Regions from separate parts of the Cricetulus griseus genome. Here region 1 is linked to region 2. The links are chromatin contacts, called in public Hi-C maps. All regions are on one chromosome and are shown on one strand. Each heading gives the region's core, a stretch centred on a gene start, on an enhancer-like site or on the middle of the called end of the contact. The rest is flanking DNA. Distances are from core to core; before and after follow the strand shown.

Region 1 (2,700 bases), core at 138-2,637, 98 kb before region 2:
TCCTACTCACTAAATCCCATCCCTGGACTGCCCCAGGTGTGGCTGTGCCTTTGTACCTACGTTTGAACATTTTGTTGCAACTGTATCACTGAGTGCAACTAGAGTTTAGTATAGTATACTGGAGAAACAGAAAGAGCATAGATATGTTGCTATCACTAACTTTGACTTTGATTTTGCTTCTAGAACATGAAGTAGCCAAGGTTGTCACCAGTGTTGTTGGGGTCAGAACTTGGGCCTTGGAAGCCCTAAGATAAGGCTTGGCAACCTGTTCTCAATAGGCCAATTATAGGGAAAAATAATAGTAAAAGCAGAGAGAGGTTTATATGGCCACAACTGGGAAGAGGAGCAAGAAGTTAGTAATGCCTCCTCCCCTCAAGTCATCTTCAAGTTATACACTTGAGGCTTAGGTCTAAATAGAAAGGCATTTTTAAAATTAGTGATTAATAGGAAGGGTACAATCCATTGTGGGTGGTGCCATCCCTGGGCTGGTGGTCCTGGGTTCTATAAGAAAGCAGGCTGAACAATCCATGAGGTGCACTCCAGTAAGCAGCATCCCTCCATGGCCTCTGCATCAGCTCCTGACTCCAGGTTCCTTCCCTGACTTCCTTCAATAATAGATAATGTGGAAGTGTAAGCCAAACAAACCCTTTTCTCTCCAAGTTCTTTTGGTCATGATGTTTCTTTACAGTGACAGTAACCCTAAGATAGAAGTGATATATCTGTCAGCCCAAGAATTCCCCAAGACGGCCAGCTAACCACTGGAAGCCAATGAAGAGTATGGCAAAGGACTCTCCCAGCCTTCAGAAAGCAGCCACCTGCCTGACACACTGGTCTAGATGCTTAGGTTTCTGCCATCCATGACTATGAAATAACAACTGCTGTTGCTAGAGCCAACTAGTTCATGGTACTTGCTGACAACAACCCCAGCAAGCTACTACTTTCCTGGTGACTCAAAACAATCTCACTACAGTCAATGCTAAAGAATGGTGAGTCAACACGGAGGTGTCCTTTCTTCCTATACCCTTCCCCCGTCTCTATCAAAGATCTTTATCAAGCAAATTGAGAGGTCAGAGACAGGGTAAAGGACGAACATCATCTATTCATCTATCCACACATGTAGATCTTTTTTCCCACCAATATTTCTTTGGGATTCAGACATCAGACTCTTGTTAACTTCAAAATGTTTTCCACATCAATTGAATGACAGCACTTGTTTGGTGGTGGTCAAGAAAAATAGAGCCAAACTCATGTATTCAGGATGAACAATGAGAAAATCTGGCTGACCTTCAAAGCAACATTCTTGGTAGCAAAGGCTATTATTGTTCAAAGAGCTTCCCAGGGAATGTCATAATAATTCCTCAGACTGAGTCACAAGAAATTTTCCTGGACCGGACTTTGAATAATACACTTTTGGGAACAATCTTAAATTATAAAGGCGAGTGGGCCGATGACATCACTGTTTCCACAACCATCTTCTGTAACAGCCCCTTGTGGATGCTTCACGATATGGGTGGTCAAATTATAGCCACTGAATGATACAGTGAAAGATGAATCAGAATGCCATGGCTTTTTTCACCCCGCTCCTTTCCCCAAGTTCTGTCCTCTGGACTTCTCAGCATTTTCAGTTAATATCTTCCATTTTTCAGAATTTCCTGCTATTGTGTTTTCACTTAAACTGAAAGACGTGTTAATTAAAAACTAGAAGTGATAGCCAGACTCACACATCTTTGTAGACCCATCGAAAGCTGTCTTTGGGTGCAATCTAGCTGCCAACAGAATATGGCCACAGCCCATATCTCTTTGAGGTGACCTGGTAAGGGCCACTTCACAACACTGACAGAAAATTAACAATGAGTTAATTCTCACAGATTTTCTTTTGAAATGCCTATATTTGTGTGTGTGTGTGTGTGTGTGTGTGTGTGTGTGTGTGTGTGTGTGTGTGTTTAATTACTGAGTTCAGCTTGCTGACAAATTTAAATGGTTTCCTAAGACTATTTCTACAATGTGAGCTGTCATGCTGCATGGATGGTTAGTGGGGGGTGATGTCAGGGCTATTTATTTAATTAGACACGTGATTAAGAATAAGAAAGCTTCCAGAAGACGGTTGCCTTCCATCCAAATTCGTTTATCAGCAAATATTCACTGATTCCCTAACAAACCAAATCTAGATCATCAGGAAGGGTGGACACTTGTCTCTATCCAAGGGAAACAGAGGGTTGCAGTACATAAGATTTCAAATGAGGCCTGTCTTTACCCTCCTCTTTCCATAACAGAGCACAGCCTCCTGAAACATGTGGAACTCCTGTGATTTTTTTCCCAGTCACACTCTAGGGTTCTCTGGCCAAATGGCTACTGTATTAGTTCCTTTTCATCTCTGTGACAATATGAATGAGAAATAACTTAAAGGTAGGATTGATCTGGGCTCAGGTTTCGGGTTGTAGTTTACACACCTGACATTATTTTCAGTTTCATTGTTTGTTGGCTACTGAACTTAAGGTGCATTTATTTAATTTACTTTGGATTTCTGGGGCTAGTCAGACCTCGGTTTCAATACAGGGTGAAGGGTCTGTGTAAAATGATAACAGAGTGTCTAGCAAACATGACTTCCTTTTATTTTGTTCCTTCTAATTCTTTCTCTTGACGGTGCTGGGCACTGGACTCAGCTTCACGTGCATGCATTAGGCAAGCCTCTCCCAATAA
Region 2 (2,739 bases), core at 102-2,601:
GTGACAAATGTCCCCTTCTAAGGGACATTTCACTGATTTGCACTGTGTGTCTTCATATACAGTATTGAAAACAATAGCTAAGAATGCTTCAGGTCTAAAAAAATCTGGATTTTTCAAACATGAATTCTTAAAGAGAAATGGCATGTTGATTTTCTAACTTTGGGGTGTTGTGCCCAAGTCACAAGGATCCCCCAAGGAGACCAGGGTGACAGACCACCGATGCAAATGCATCAGGTTTATTAAATTGTTTATCCTACACCTCGGGAGGGACCCTGTCTAGCAAGCTAACATAGCAGCCTCCAGAGGGGGTGAAGTTCTCTGTCTATTGCTAGGTTTTAAAGACAAAAGTAACAGGATTCCATCAGGAGTGATGGGTTGATTTCTGATTGGTTGACATTTGGGGAACAATCAAGAAATTTCTCAAAGTCATATTTTGGCATGAAATACCTGTGTACCAGGTATTCTCATTGGTCAGTGCGGAGAGGGAACATTCTGTGGTTTCTATGGCTTTGTCTTGTTACTTTCAGGTGGCCTGTTGTTCATAGATACTAATAGTTTTCAGAACTGTATCCTGGACACTATAGGGGAGGTATCGGTCTCCCCTGGAGTTTCTTTTGTGGCCAAACAGTTCCCAGGAACCAAGTACCTACGAGGTTGGGGGAGCGGGGAGGAGGGTCTGGAGTTTCTTCGTGTTTAGTTTTGGCCCTAGGCTCCAGGAGGCCAAAGGATCTAGAGTTTCCTTGTGTCAGAGGCCTACTTGTCTTTTCTGTAGCCTGTCATGGCTGCTAAAGCAGGCAGCTGAGTGAGGGTCTGGTCCCTTTATTTTTAAATTATTATAAGTGAAGCCTTTGAGTTTAGTTTTCCCCTTTCAGGGGAATTTTATTTAAAGGAGATAAGCCATGCAAATATAGTGTATACTCCACATTTCTGAGCTAAACCTGGTGAGACTGTCTTGTTTTAAAACATCTATTAATTTTTCTAATTTTCAATCCCCAATGTTGCTCGTTTTCGCAACACCCACTTGGAAGGAAGCAAAAGCTTTTTACAGCACAGGCTAATGAAGGTACGAAATAGAGTCATCTCTGTAAAACGAAAAATGGAGGACCTCGGTCCACTCAGAGTGAACCGAAGAACACAGGCTGCGGCCCGGAAATGAGGAACCAGAGAGCAGAACAAAAGGAAACGGGAACTGTGTTCCTGGGGCTTGAAATCACGGGAAAAAGCCGACTTCCTGCCGCCTGAGGACCGTTCCACATCGGGACTCCAACTGTTTCCGTTCGGAGTAACCGCAAAACCCTTCCCGCGCGGGAACTCGTCAGGGGCGGAGTCTGAGGTCCCGCCCTTCTGGCGGAGTGCGTAAAGCCTACCCGGGGCCGCGGCGTCTCTGGAAGGTTCGGAGGGGAGGAAGCGAGCCCCTCCGCCGCAGGAGGAACACGCGACGCCAGATGGCGCTGCCGCACCGAGAGCCAGAGCCTGGGCCTCAAGGGAGATGGGAAGAGGCGCCACCGGAAGTGCGCATTCCCGTCCCGGATATTAAGCCTTCTGGCATGTTCCCGCGCGAGGGCGGGGCTAAACCGGAACCGGACTGCCAGCGCCAGGCCTCGGCGCGGAAGAGCAAGGCGGTGCACCCTCGCAAGCTCGGACTTCCGACGCGCGCGCCGCGTCTCTTGGCGGGAGCGCGAGGGGCGGGGCGTCCGCCGCGCTTGCGCACTAGAAGGGCGTTGGTGCGGAAGGCCCGTGGTTGTTTCTCCATCTTTGATCGCTGACTCGCCCCGTCGGGCGGAAATGGAAGTGGTGTCGGAGTAGGTTTTTGTTGGTTTGTTTTGCTGCTTCCCACCCATGGGGGTTGATTTCTGGCTGTAAGTTCCGCTTCTGGAAACCTCTGCAAAGTTAGCGGTGTACGAGGCGGCCCCGTGCTGAGTTCCTCCCGTGCCAGCCGCGGGCCTGTCGCCCCCGTCTCATCTCCCACTCGCATAGGCGCCTCCTGGCAGCCGCGGGCGTCGTCCAAGGCCCCGGAGAAGCACTTGTCTCGGCCCTTGAAAGCACGATTCGGGTTTTACTTTCTGTTTTCGCCAGGGTGTCGGTGGCGTGGCTTTGCACACAACAGTTGGTTAAGGAAAAGCCGCCAAAGGCCAGCCCCGCCCCTTCCCCACGTCGGCAGTGTCCGTCCGGTGACAACTTCACCAGAGTGCCTGGGCTTTTGTTTTGGTTTTGGATGTATCTTGAGGATAATGCGGAAAGTAAAAGCCGCGTGACTCAGTGTCCACCTTTTATCTCAGGCTAAGGGACAGTTCCCCAAAGCGCCCGGTTTTCTCATAAATCTGTTTTCAGCCTTTGGTAAACAACGTTTAGGAATTTCAGAGATCCATGCTCTCAGTGGCTTAGTAAAAACAACGTTCTTTACTTTTTTAAAAAATGCACTTTATTTTGCTCGTATTTCCAACCCCACCTCTTTGCCGCCTTCATCCCCAGCCCCTCTACAAAGTCAAAACAAACACAAAAATAATAAAGCAACGCGCATGTACATGCACACACACACACACATACACACAGAATTTTGTGTTGGCCACCCGCTTCTGTACATGGAGACTGTCCTAGAGTATGGTTGACATACCCCGTGACACTCCACTGGAGAAAATTGATTTCGCCTTTCCTGTCAGCTACCTACTGTAAATATCTATTGGTTAGGGGTGGGACTTGTGTTCTCTAACCCCTTCTCTGTATTGGGATTTTTTTCCT

The links. A called contact is a pair of places that touch in the nucleus more often than the background predicts.
Region 1: a Hi-C map of fibroblasts shows a contact between it and region 2, with 5 times the contacts expected there. The contact joins two enhancer-like sites. A contact is called at or near these places in 3 of 8 Hi-C or Micro-C datasets (the CHK-Q cell line, the CHO-K1 cell line and fibroblasts).

What each region holds. Positions count from the first base shown.
Region 1 is chr4:87,228,313-87,231,012 of CriGri-PICRH-1.0, reverse strand. No RefSeq gene overlaps it. Among named protein-coding and RNA genes, the nearest start is that of Rfc3, 6.5 kb to the left of the region's middle. Within about 2 kb of position 1,387, at least 2 of the 6 cell types and tissues checked have open chromatin away from gene starts, as enhancers often do. A contact at or near this core is called in the CHO-K1 cell line and fibroblasts, where this site is marked.
Region 2 is chr4:87,130,228-87,132,966 of CriGri-PICRH-1.0, reverse strand. No RefSeq gene overlaps it. Among named protein-coding and RNA genes, the nearest start is that of Rfc3, 100 kb to the left of the region's middle. Within about 2 kb of position 1,351, at least 4 of the 6 cell types and tissues checked have open chromatin away from gene starts, as enhancers often do. A contact at or near this core is called in the CHO-K1 cell line and fibroblasts, where this site is marked.